Regions from separate parts of the Sus scrofa genome. Here region 1 is linked to region 2. Evidence: chromatin contacts called from public Hi-C data. All regions are on one chromosome and are shown on one strand. The core of a region is the stretch at or near the end of the contact, and the rest is flanking DNA. Distances in the headings are between cores, read along the strand shown.

Region 1 (6,523 bases), core at 3,141-5,640, 81 kb after region 2:
TGGGGAGCAGCTTACACTGCAGCCCTGGGGAGCTGGCCTCTGCGTGCCTCTCCAGCCGCCCTTGTCACCGCACTCAGCAGGGAGAAGAGCACCTGGAGGGCTGTCGTGAGCCCCGCTGTCTGCCAGATGCAGCGGAGAACTTACCTGCGTCGGTCCCGCCCCACTTCCCAAGGGCTCCAGGATGCAAAGGTTGGAACAGCTGGAGCTGCTGGGCTCCCGGCATCCAGGGCTGCTGGCCAGAAACTGCAGGTGAGGTCAGGCCCGCGGAGGTCACGCCGTCACCCCCACCTGAGACCTCAGAGGTCATCCAGCCTGGAGCGCTACTTCCAGGCTCCTGGTGCCCGGTAGGGGTCCCGTTAGGGAGGCAGTCTTGTCCTATTCTCTGGGCCTGCTAGGTAGCCACCTCCGCCACCTGGGCTTTGGCTTTCAGAGGAGGTGTTTTCACTTCAGCATGTCTCTTTTGCTGCTGTGGCTGTCATTCTAGCCCCCTCCTTAGAGAGAAGACACCCCAGCGGCAAGTCACGGCTTCCTCCAAGGTCCCCTGAGACCACAGGAGAGTAGCCTGGCTGAAGCCAGGCCCCAGCCGGAGGCGCCAGGGCCCTCTGCCCAGGTGTGGCCGGGCACCCAGCAGGTGACATCATCCACAGGCAGGGCATCCTCCCCCGCTCCTCGATTCCTCACTCTGTCTTCGTCTTCCTGGACCTCTCTCTTCTCTGTAAGAACATCGCTGCCACGTGGCACTAGTTCAAACCTCCAGGTAGACGGGCCCTGGACTGAGAGCAGGTGCTCTGCCCAGGGGGACCCTGGGTCCTTCCCAGCGTGCTCACCCCAGGAAACGTCCGGGTGCGCCAAGCGCTGTTTCCATGCGGGGTTGGTGGCCGCCATCCCAGCCAGCACAGCTGCAGGACATCGCCAGCATCGCAGAAAGATCTGGGGCTTTCAAGTCAGAAGCCCAGGTTGCCGGTCATGCGGGGAGCACCGTGGTCTAAGTTCCCGGGTGACCGGAAGGACGTGCAGGGGACGAGAGCGTCCCAGCTTCCCAGTGATTCGGGTGTCCCAGGGGAAGCTGGAGGGGAGACTTTTACAAAAACAAAAACAGGACTTCCTGTCATGGCGCAGCAGAAACAAATCCAACTAGGAACCATGAGGTTGCCGGTTCGATCCCTGGCCTCGCCCAGTGGGTTAAGGATCTGGCATTGCTGTGAGCTGTGGTGTAGGTCGCAGATGCGGCTCGGATCTGGCATTGCTGCAGCTGTGGCTGTAGTGTAGGCCAGCGGCTATAGCTTCGATTGGAGCCCTAGCCTGGGAACCTCCATATGCTGTAGGTGTGGCCCGAAAAAGACAAAAATACAAAGTTTCAAACCTGAGCCACAGCAGTGAAAACTGCAAGGCTACCAGGAAGCTCCAAAGAAACTTAGCTTTAGATTTACAGAAAAGTAGCAGATAGTACAGTGGGTTCCCGTATACTGCCCCCACCGTGCCCCCCAGTTTTACCTGTGCTTAATCCTTAATCTTACCTTACTCCGGTCCACTCGTCACAATGAATGAACCAATTTTGATACTGGATTTTTTCTGGAAGGGGAGGTGCTCATAAGGCATGTGGAGGTTCTCAGGCTAGGGGTCCAGTCAGAGCTGTAGCTGCCGGGCCAGACCACCTCCCCATTTTGCTTTTCCTCCTGTTTTCTCTCTTTCCCCCACCTTCAGAGGCCAGGCCTGAGGCTGGGCTGTCAGAAGTCCTTTTTGGATCCTGGGAGGGGCTCAGTCCTGGGCTAGATGGTGGTAAGTTACCCCTCTTCCCAGTTTGCCCTGTTAGAAAAAGTTCCTGGAGTTCCCAGGTAGTGCAGTGGGTTAAGGCGCCAACATTGTTGCTACAGTGGCTTGGGTCACAGCTGTGGCTTGTGTTCCACCCCTGGCCCTGGAACTTCTACATGCTGCAGGTGTGGTTCCCCCCCAAAAAAGTTCCTAAGGAGCGTGTAAGGTGTGTGATGACTGAGTCAGGAAGTCTGGGTCTGGAGCTTACGGAGGGGCATTTAAATAAGAGATTTATTGAGGAATCGTTCACATATGGTAAAATTCACCGTTTCAAAATCTACAATTCAGCAATTTTTATTATATTTACAGAGTTGTAGAAGCACCACCACCACCACTAATTCCAGAACATTCCATCACCCTGAAAAGAAACCTCGTCCCCATTAACAGTCACTCCCCTCCCCCCTCCCCCAACCCTGGTAGCCGCTAATCTAGTACCATGAATTTATCATTTATTCTGCACAGTTCATATAAATGGAATCGCATACGGTTCATGCGTCTGGCTTCTTTTACGTAGTATACTGTTTTCAAGGTTTGTCCCCATTGCAGTGTCAATCAGGGCTTCATTCCTATTTATGGCCGAATAATATTCCCAAGTAACTATCGACCGCATGTGGTTGCTCAGCTCTCAGCTGATAGACATTTGAGTGGTTTCCATCTTTTTTTTTAGGGCCACACCTGCGGCAGGGTTCCCAGGCCAGGGGTCCAATTGGAGATACAGAGATATAGCTGCCAGTCTACACCACAGCCACAGCTGCAGCAATGCGGGATCCGAGCCACGTCTGTGACCTGCACCACAGCTCACGGCAACGCCAGGTCCTTAACCCACTGAGCGAGGCCAGGGATCAAACTCGCATCCTCTTGGATCCTTGCCAGGATCATTAACTGCTGAGCCACCCCGGGAACTCAGGTGGCTTCCACCTTTTGGCTGTTGTGAATCATGCTGCTTTAACAAGCCCCCACGGGACCTTGATGTAGGCTGAAGTTTGAGACCTCAAGACAGCACCATCTGGCAGTATGTAAAGCTGCACCCTGCCTCATCTCATTCTCCCAAAAGCCCAGTGAGATAAGCAGTGGCACTGTCCCATTTTACAGATAAGAACGCCAAGGCACCCGACTCTGCCAGCTCTCGTCCCACCAAGGCCTCTCTGAACTGCGGTTTTCCCACCAGCTCTTTTCATTTGCTCTTTTACAGGCTTCAGCCGTCAGGGAGGGAAGCCTCGCCAACTTTGAAACACAAATATTTGCCAGTCAAGACAACATTTCCCCATCAATCAAAACCCAGACAAGCTGGCACACACTCTCTGCAGATGCCTGAGGGAGCTTCTATTTTAGGAGGGGCCAGGTGGCCTGCAGCTTCCCTTCCTTCCCAGACACTCTGGGGGCTCCTTCCCCTCCCCGCTCGCTTGTAGATGAAGAAACTGAAAATCAGAGTGGTCCTTTGCTCTCAGTCACACAGCATCCTGAGGGAATTTTTTTATTTTTGAAAGTATTTGTCTTTATAAATGACGAAATGAAGAAAATCTTCAGGCCAGGAATGACAATTTCCAGTACAGAAAAACAACAGCTTTCCAGGCCATGTCGGTGGGCAGAACGATCTATGGCCTTATTTCATCTTCCCAACAACCTGACATGGAGCAGGTTTCAGGGGGGTTAGAGAGGAAAGCATGGAGTTTTCTGGGGTTGGGCAGGCTTCCTGCAGGCATCCAGAACCCTGAAATCCTCCTGTCAGGTACGATTTTTCTTAGAGCCTAATGATCAGGGCATCAAATTCAGCCCCTGGCCTGACTGCTCCCCCGCTCCCCCCAACCCCAGTCCTCTTCTAACTGGTTCACCTCCCAGGAAGCATTCCTGGCCTGGGTACCACGGCATCAGAAGCCGGCAGTCCGCACCCCAGACCCATGAATCACAATTCTGCATGTGAACATGAGAATCTCCTAGGGGGTGCTGACCCAGGAGGGTCTGAGAACACTGCTGCTACCTTGCACACGACCCCACGGTATAGTAAGGCGCCGGGACCAGCTAATGGATGAGCTCATCAATGCGTATTGGCTGCAGTCTTGCAAACTTCCTCTTCCCCAGGGAGCCTAAGGTTAAATTCTCAGCCTCTTCCCCGCGGTTTCTGAATTGGAAGCTGTGGGTGCCGTGGAGGGATCTGCACTTTTATAGGTATTGATCTTCGTGTACTGGGAGAACAGAAGGTTATGAAGTTAAAGGAAACAACGGCTTTCCTCGCTCCGCTGGGCTGGGGTCCAGTCTGTGTAAGCCTGGTCACGCCGTGACTTTTAATTGCATATGCTCCCGGCCCCAAACCCCACCTTCACGCCCAGCTTGACTCGCAGTGTGGGCGGGCAGGCGCACAGGGCTGGTGAAGAGACACGGAGCGCTGAACCAGGAACAGGTGGGCTTCCAGCGACAGGTGCTTGGCCCACGGCAGGGGCGTGGCCGGGACGCGTGGGGGCGTGGCCTTCCGTGAGAGGGGCGGGGCCTGCGCACGGCCTCGCTTAAGATCGCCAATCCGCGGGCTCGTAGCAGCCGCGGTCCCCGCCTTCCGCCGCTAAGCGGAGAGCGTCGCGTTCCTATAGGCCAGTCAAGGCTCCTTCCGGCCCGGGGGCGGGTTCCGCGCGGTGGCGGGAAAGCGGCGGCCGCAGCGTTTCTGCAGGACGCCGGGGAGCCTCAGGCGCCGGAGAGGCTGGGGCTGACTGTTGGCTCCACCATGGACGCGGCCGAGGTGGAGTTTCTGGCTGAAAAGGAGCTGGTCACCATTATCCCGAACTTCAGTCTGGACAAGATCTACCTCATCGGGGTGAGGACCCTGGTCGGTTCCCACTTCCGGGAGGGACGGCCCAGCGCCCACAGGTGTTGGGCGGCCGCGTGTGGGCCCCGGAGCGGGTGGGCGGTGGGGCGAGGTGCTCGGCCGAGTTGGCTTTTGCCTGTATTTGGGTTTCAGCCGAGTGGGCAGCAGCGAGGTCCAGCGATGTTCTGTTGTGCGTGACGGGCTGCGTGTCCCTCGGCAGGGCGACCTGGGGCCTTTCAACCCTGGCTTACCAGTGCAGGTGCCTCTGTGGCTGGCCATCAACCTGAAACAAAGACAGAAGTGCCGGCTGCTCGCTCCCGAGTGGATGGACGTAGGTAAGGACGTGGGGGACGAGGAGTGCCGTGGAACCTGGGATCACCCGCCCGCGCGGGGTCCTTCCTTCTCGGCGGCATCCACTCCTCAGCTGAAATCAATGAATGGGCCTGGTCTCACCTGCTAGAGGCCGCGGACCGCTGTTACTAATCGTCGTCTGGGGTGTGTGTACCGATTCTAGTTCGGATTTTGAGATACCTCAACTTGCTTGAAAGGTGTTTTGTGACTCGAAAGCAACTTTTCTTCTTTCTCCTTTTTAGGGTCGCAGTCGCGGCCTATGAAAGTTCCCAGGATAGGGGGCGAATCGGAGCTACAGCTGCGGGCCCACACCACAGCTCACAGCAATGCCAGATCTTAACCCACTGAGCAAGGCCAGGGATTGAACCCGAATCCTCATGATTACTAGCCGGGTTCGTTTCCTGCTGAGCCACAATGGGAACTTCATCTCCTCTTCTTTGCTTTTTTTCTTTTTTTTTTTTTTAAAGGCCGCACCCATAACATATGCAAGTCCCGGGGCCAGGGCGTGAATCTGAGCCACAGCTGCAGCAACGCCTGATGCTTTAACCCATTGTGAATGGTGGCAGGATCAAACCAGGCTTTTGAAGCTACTAGAGCCACTACAGTGGGTTTCTTAACGCACCGAGCCACAATGGGAATTCATAAATCAACATTTCTAATTAAAAAAAAAAAAAATAAGTGTAGACCAGCAGGAGGAGCAGTCATTTCACATTATAGAGAATGCATGGAAGTAAGGTGTCAAATACAGAAGGCAATTTATTTTTGGCCATTTCAAGGGATGAGGTTGAGAACTCAAAGACTACACACAGTATTATTTCTTTTGTGTGTATGTGGCTTTTTTTTTTTTTTTTTTTGGTCTTTTTATCTTTTCTAGGGCCGCTCCTGCGGCATATGGAGTTTCCAGGCTAGGGGTCTAATCGGAACTGTAGCCACTAGTCTATACCAGAGCCACAGCAATGTGGGATCCGAGCCTCGTCTGCAACCTACACCACAGCTCACGGCAATGCTGGATCCTTAACCCACGGAGTGAGGCCAGGGATCGAACCCGCAACCTCATGGTTCCTAGTCGGATTCATTAACCACTGTGCCACAATGGGAACTCCAGTATTATTTTATTTCCATAAACTGCTCGGAGCAGGCAGATCCACAGAGACAGAGATTAGTGGTTGTATAGGGATGGGGGTATAGGGGTTTTGGGGTGATGAAAATGTGCTAGAAGTACCCTGGCGATTAGGTGGGTTAAGGATCTGGAGTTGTCCCTGTGGTGCCTGTTTAATCCCTGGCGCAGAAGTTTCTGCATGCTCTGGGTGCAGCCCAAAGGAAAGGAGGAAAATTGTTTAATTAAGAGAATTTTATTTAATTTATAGTTTTACAACCATTATCACAACCTAATTTTAGAGCATTTCCATCCCAAACCCCCAGTCCACCCCCCCCACCCCTGCCCCAACCTGTCCCCTTTGGTAACCAGAAGTTTTTCAAAGTCTCCGAGTCTGTTTCTGTTCTGCAAATAAGTTCATTTGTATCCTTTTTTTAAAGATTCCACATGTAAGTGATAGCATATGCTGT
Region 2 (6,463 bases), core at 1,113-3,612:
CATATGCTGCAGGTACGTTCCTAAAAAGAGAAAAAGAGCAAAAAAGAAAGAAAACAGACTCCTAAACCTTCGTAGCTAGTCCCAGGTAGAAAGGAGTTTAAACCAGTTTAGTCTAGGACCTCGAGCTCCTCCCTTCCACTGCTGCAGTGATGTACAGGCATCCAAGTTAAAGGGCTGGGAGCTTATTTTTAGAAGCCTTTAGGAGCTCAATGCGTGCATCTCCTCATCTCTAGAAAACACTGAAATCCTTCAGGGTGCTATCGGCTCCTCGTGACTGGTGGTAACCTTCACAAGACCGGCGGCAAACTTGCAGCAACGGGCGTGCGTATGCACCTCCCCCCCACCTTTTATCAGAAATACACCAAACAAAGGATGTCAAAGTCGTCCGGGTGCAGCCACCGCCCAGGGTGAGCCGGTGAGCCGGTGAGCCCCAGGGAACTCTGGAAGGAAACAAAGACTACCTGCCGCCTAGCAGTCACTCCCACCACCCAGCCCCGAGGAAACTCAGGCTACGGAAAATGCAGGACAGTGGCCCAGACAGCGGAGGTGCCTATCAGAGAAAGGATTACAGAGAGCCCAGACCTTAGCATCTTCCCAAAGAAAAGTGCTACATTCCTTGAGATATCTGGTTTTCTGTTATTTACAGTAATCTTTTGTTCCCACTACCTGCTCTTTGTTGCAAAACTCCTACAGATCCTAACTCCTCCCTAGGTCTCCTCAGAGCCATTTTCTCAGTTACTTAAGACGCTGCCTCTGGGCTTGGGCTTAAATTCTCATTTTGCCCCAAATAAAACTTTACTCTCAACTTTGAGGTTGTGCGATTTCTTTAAATCAACACTTTTCAATATCGTTCACAAATACTCTTTGGTTTAGAACTTCGCTGGGTTAAAATACACATACCTCCCCTTTAGCGCCTCAACAACACAATCTCACGATCTGTCTGAAAAACTTCGGCACAGGGCCTGACACATGACAGAGCAAAAAGACGTTACACTTACCATGTGCTCGCACACACACCGAGGTGGAAATTGCTCGCCTGCCAATGAGGTTAAATACTCTGGTAGCCAACATCCTGAAAGATAAAAATGTACCCTTTCTATGAATGAGAGTAAACACCTACCAGGCAAGAGTCTCCTTTTTGCCCCAGTGCATTTTGGGAGTCACTGGAGTTCCTTTTTTTCTTCCCAACATAACTGATCTCTCAATTCACACCTAGGATGAGGTTTGTTTTTTTTCTTTTCTCGGCAGTCAACACGCCTTAGTGGAGCTGCGTTATAAACCAAGCACTGTAACATGTACACACTTTAAGCAATTCGTAGAACAGTGGCTTTCTTAAAAAGCAAAGAGAAAAAAAAAATTTAAAGGAGACTCTGAAAAAGACAGAATCCGCTCCCCTTTGTGGGCCCCATTGTTTAGAGAGAAAAGATAAATAGGTCAAAGGGACTGTGACAGGCACTGCGTTCACCGTTTGGTTAAAAACCCCATAGGTGCAATCAACAGAAAAGCGAAACCTGGAAGAAAGGCTGCAAGCAGGGTCCCCGTGCATTTCCAATCCCTGCAGGACCATAAATGCCCTGGATGACTCACCTCTCACCTGCACCTTTCCTGAATCTAGCCCATTTCCCCTACCTACCGGTCCCTTAGAACTGCACCTTTCAAGGGACTGTTAACAATGAAAAGGACCTCGAATGACTTCCAAAAATACCCATCACAGGCAGAATAAAGAGAAGCATGACGTCAGGATCGAACTGGCTCCCGTCTCCCACAGTTTCTCCCAGGGCCTGGCCCGCGCGTGGGCGGATGCTGAGCGCCTTCCAGGCCGGGAAGCCGAGCCCCTTCTCCGGAGCACCGTTCTGCCCGGAGCGGTGGCAAAGCTCCGTCTAATCGGGTGGCCGGGAGGCCGCAAGGCGACCTGCCCTCGGGCCGGCGCCCGCGGCCAGCGGACGCTCAAGGTCAGAGCCGGAAGCCAGCCCGCGGCCGCGACAAGTAAAGCGGCGATGGGCCGGGTGCTTCTGGCCGGCACATAGGCTGCGACACGGCAGCCCCCGAGACCAGAGCCCCCGCAGGCCGACCTCAATGTCACCGGGATCCGAGGCCCAGCCGCCGATTCCTGCTGGCGCCGGGCGGCGAGCACGCAAACCCGAGGGTTCCCGGCGCCCGACCCGCCAGCGCCTCGTAGCGTGAACCGGCCGCCGCCCGCCTCACCTGCCTCGGTCGCTCAGCACTGCCTCGGCGCCTGTCGCGACCGCCCTCTACGCCCCGGCTGCCCGCGACCGGAAGAGAGCGCGACCCTGCCGCGGAGCACCACGGGATCGAGAGGGGACTCCACCCCGCGCCCGGCCGCGCCGAAGGTCACAGGACCGGAAGTGGAGAGGGCCGCGAACGTCGTAAAACGCCGGGCCGGGGTGCTTTCCGGCGGACAGTGGGGGACCGCTTTCCGGCGGCGCGGGCGAGAAGAGCGACTGGAGGCTGAGGCGGGCGAGTTGGTTTCTACCCGGCGGGAGCCAGCGTCCGAGGAACCGGAACCGAGTGGGGCCGGGCCTGCGGAGGTCTCCAGAGCCGCGAGCCCGCGCCGGGCAGCCGCTGCCTCGTCCTGCTTCTCCCCTGAGGCGCCGCGCGGCTGGGAGGCGGATCCAGGCCTCGGCCGGCGCCGGGCCTTCGGGGCCCTCCCGGGCTCAGCATGCCCGGGGTGAAGCTGACCACCCAGGCTTACTGCAAGATGGTGCTCCACGGCGCCAAGTACCCGCACTGCGCCGTCAACGGACTGCTGGTGGCCGAGAAGCAGAAGCCACGCAAGGAACACCTCCCCCTGGGCGGCCCTGGCGCCCACCACACCCTCTTCGTGGACTGTATCCCCCTTTTCCACGGCACCCTGGCCCTCGCCCCAATGCTGGAGGTGGCCCTCACCCTGGTAAGCGTGGGAAGGGGCCTGCCTCGGAATCAGCGGGACAGGAGACGGGCTGGCGATTGGCTTCCGAGCAGTCCTAGCTGGAAGCTCACAGTGGTCCGGCCGGAGTCCAGACCCGCCCCCGAGGTCGCCGTGACCATGAACGGAGGACCCGCGAAGGCAGATAGGTTTTCCCTGCATTTAGCACGCGCCCGGTAGGCGGCCGCTAGCAGTAGCCGCAGCCAAGGGAGATGCCGTAACCGTCCTGGGTGGCATTAGAGGCGCTTTGGGCGACAAGTAGTACATTAATTTTCTCAAGCCAGTAGCTTTTATAGAAGCAAGCTGTCATTAACTGAGTAATGATTCGATAGCGTTTGTAGTTGGGATTTTGAGTTGCCGGAAGTTTTGACGCTGCGGTTTGGCTCTTGAGCAGCTTCACGTGTAGGGATCCGTGTCTGGCGTGTGCATAAAGATTGTGATTCCTCCGATGTTACTGCCCCAGACTCCCAGGATGGAGACACGCTTAGAAAGGCAGCGTTGGCATCATGGGCACTGTTGCCCTAGAATGCACGTGAGGACTCTGTAAGAAGAGGTTGTCTGTCCCCCTTAGTGACAGCTAGAGTAACTGGTGGTTTTAAAAGCTGGAGCTGATGTGCCTGCCGGCCAGCACATTTCTGTGTGTCTGCTTAGGACTGCTTCATTGAAGTACAGTGGGAAAAGATGTGTCAGACAGACAGACAGACTGGCTGGTCATTGAATCCTAGGCAGTAGCCTTCCCGGAAAAAAGCCCATCTACAAATTTGAGTTAAAACCTTAGGGAGAAATAAACTGGCCTCAAACCTCCCGCAGTACCTGCGTTGAAGTATGGTTTTCCATGTATCTATAAACTATGATACCAGAAAATATACTAGTTAACCTGTGGAAATAACAGTTAAGTTTGATAAGGGTTATGTAGAAATCCTTTCTCGGTACCTCCCAACAAGTAAAGTGAATCCATTTCGTAATTTGACTAGTTGTGACACGCGGGTGAATTCTTGGTAAGCAGGAAGTATCTTTAGACAAGCGGTGCTGGCCTGAACTCACTGACGGCATGTCTTTGAATGCCTGTTAAACCGAGTCACGTGTGGATTTCTTTATATCAGCTTGGGATAGGAGACAGATGAGAGGTAGAGGTGTCTGTAAAATCCGCCGTTTCAGCTCCAGCAGATACGTACGGGCTTTCCATACCAGTATGTCGCTGGGGTGAGCGTATGTGTGTTTGAATGCAAGTCTTTCCAACCAGCTGTCTTCATGATTCTGTTATCAGGGGAATTGCAGCGTGATTGGATGTGTGAAGTGCATTCCCTTACAGGGAACTAGATTAACCAGTAAGTGTTAATGCAGGATTATTCAGTTATTACATAGTGCCCAGCTTGTGCTGGGCGAGGATATGGCTGTGGATCCAACACAGTACCTGCTTAGCAGTTGAACTTGGACCAGGCAGACACGTACAATACTGAAGAAGTGCCACATGTGGGGTTAATCAGAAAGCGGTGAGGGGTCAGCTAACCCAGGCTTGGAGAGAAAGGGACATGCAGGTTAGGTGGCCCAGGGTCTGGGGGTGGAGGAAGAACACTCAAGCCAAAGGGACCAGCATGTGCAAAGACCAGGAGAAAATGGGGGCCGGGTGTTTGGGTAGACCTAGAGTGTGGGGTATGAAGGGCCTGGGCTTAGAGCGGGGTAAGCCGTGGCAGGGGTCAGGGTGGAGGACCTTGCACATCACACAAAGGAGGGTGGGTTCCATTACGAGGACAGGGAGGCCCCGGGAGAATTGCCGGGTCACATTTGGGTCCGGGAATGGTGGCTCCAGCCTGCAGCTGCGAGGATATTGGGAATGGGAGTGTCTTTTACACCCGAGGCAGAGACGTAGCCTAATCTGAGTACACTGTGGACACATGAGAGACAGATTGGAGAGGGCCAGGTGGGAGAATCCCCAGCGTTCAGTGACGGATCGTGTGTGGACGTAGGGAGAAGGGAGCTAGGGTGACAGACACCTTGGTTTCTGATTTAGGCGCTGGGGGGACAGTGGTACCATCATTCATTGAGGCAAAAAGAAGACAGCCTAGTGTTGAAAGTTGAAAAACGCATCTGCAACTCAGAAGATGGCCAGGCTGGAGACACAGATTGGAAACCAGTGGCTTCTCGATGCCTTTTGAAGCCATAAGAATGGGCCATGTTGGCGGAGACAGTGTGTAATGAGGAGAGAGCGGCGGACAGAACGCTAGCCTTTACGAGGTGGGTGGGAGGAGGGGAGTCAGCGGACCAAGGTGTAGCCTTGGGGATAGGAGAAGATGTCTGCCACTTTAAATTCTAGAAGGTCCCACAAGGTGAAGACAGACTTAAACTAACTCACTTGGAATGGCCAAAGTTGGACTAATTTTTCTCATTCTTCACGGGGTAAAGGGTTATGTTCTTATTACGAGATACGAATGCAAGTATCTGAGCAAATTAAATAGACTAACTCTAAACAACTATACTGGAGTCCCCTTTGTGTGAACTTTCCCCTAGGAGCGGGGCTTCCACCACTTACCGGGGCGGGGGGTGTGTGTGTGGGGGGGGATATGCCCAGACGGGACCTTGACTCTTAGATGTACCACTGCCACAGCTTGTCGAGGGGGGCACTGCTCGAGGCTTCATGCTAACCTTGCACCTCTGCACTCCAGACTCACCTTCTAGCACTTTTCCCCCAGAGCGCCTGCAGTCGGGGTGCAGTCGGGGTTTTGAGTCTCCCGACCAGCAAAATGAAGTGCAGACGAGACTGCAGTTCACTTCTTTTCACACAGTACAAGCAAACAGCCAAAGTTCTGCCCTTGCCAAGGTTTTGTTTTATTGACCAAAACTTAGATCGGAGACCCAGCATTTGACAAATATGAAAAGGCTGTTGATCGAGTCCAAATTAAATAACTCAGAGTCATAGAGGAAAGTTTGCAATTTGAGTCCGTCTGCAAATTTTGTGTTACAATTCAGAGACTTAAGTTTGTATCATTCACCTTTGTCTTAGCAATTCTGTAGCCCGAAAGCGATATAAAATCGCAGTGTTTGAAGCCACAGTTTATCAGCTATAGGAGACACGGTTTAATAAGCAGCTAAATTCATGAAACTGTATAAAGGAGACCTGATTCCCATGGCTTATTTCTATTTAGGGAGTCTCAGATTGAGTTATTTTTGATAAGTGGGAAAGGCTTACTTGATATGCAGTCCATCAAAGGGCCCCATCAGATCCCTTTTTAAGGCTTTTCATTATAATTTTCCATTTTAAAAAATGTTGCATTTCTGGGTGCTTTCTATCTTTTTTTAAATACTAATGCCTGTTTTTGTAATTTATCCTTATAACCCTTTGACGTAGGTAGTGATGGAATTATTTCTAATAGCAAAAGCCCATAAAATGTCAGTGGGGAAATTAGCATCAACCTGCTCTTTCCCGAAGCCTTCTCTGCCCTTTTCCCCAGGGCTGTGGAGCAGATTGCCACTCCATTCTGCTCACATGACCTCCTTATTTGCGGTGATCTAGTCACGTAGCTTCGGTAGCTTCGGTCG

Evidence for each region. A called contact is a pair of places that touch in the nucleus more often than the background predicts.
Region 1: a Hi-C map of liver shows a contact between it and region 2, with 5 times the contacts expected there. The contact joins the promoter of GINS2 here to the promoter of LOC100624067 in region 2. A contact is called at or near these places in 5 of 47 Hi-C or Micro-C datasets (embryonic fibroblasts, heart right ventricle, liver and 1 more).

Annotation. Positions count from the first base shown.
Region 1 is chr6:3,214,265-3,220,787 of Sscrofa11.1, forward strand. It overlaps GINS2 (DNA replication complex GINS protein PSF2), which reads left to right and starts at 4,391. Exons shown (of 6, transcript XM_003126817.4): 1 at 4,391-4,615; 2 at 4,827-4,941. The coding sequence starts at 4,526.
Region 2 is chr6:3,135,257-3,141,719 of Sscrofa11.1, forward strand. It overlaps LOC100624067 (cytochrome c oxidase subunit 4 isoform 1, mitochondrial), which reads right to left and starts at 2,363. Exons shown (of 5, transcript XM_021093705.1): 1 at 2,206-2,363; 2 at 999-1,072. The coding sequence starts at 1,071. EMC8 (ER membrane protein complex subunit 8) reads left to right here and starts at 2,374. Exons shown (of 5, transcript XM_003481777.4): 1 at 2,374-2,911. The coding sequence starts at 2,681.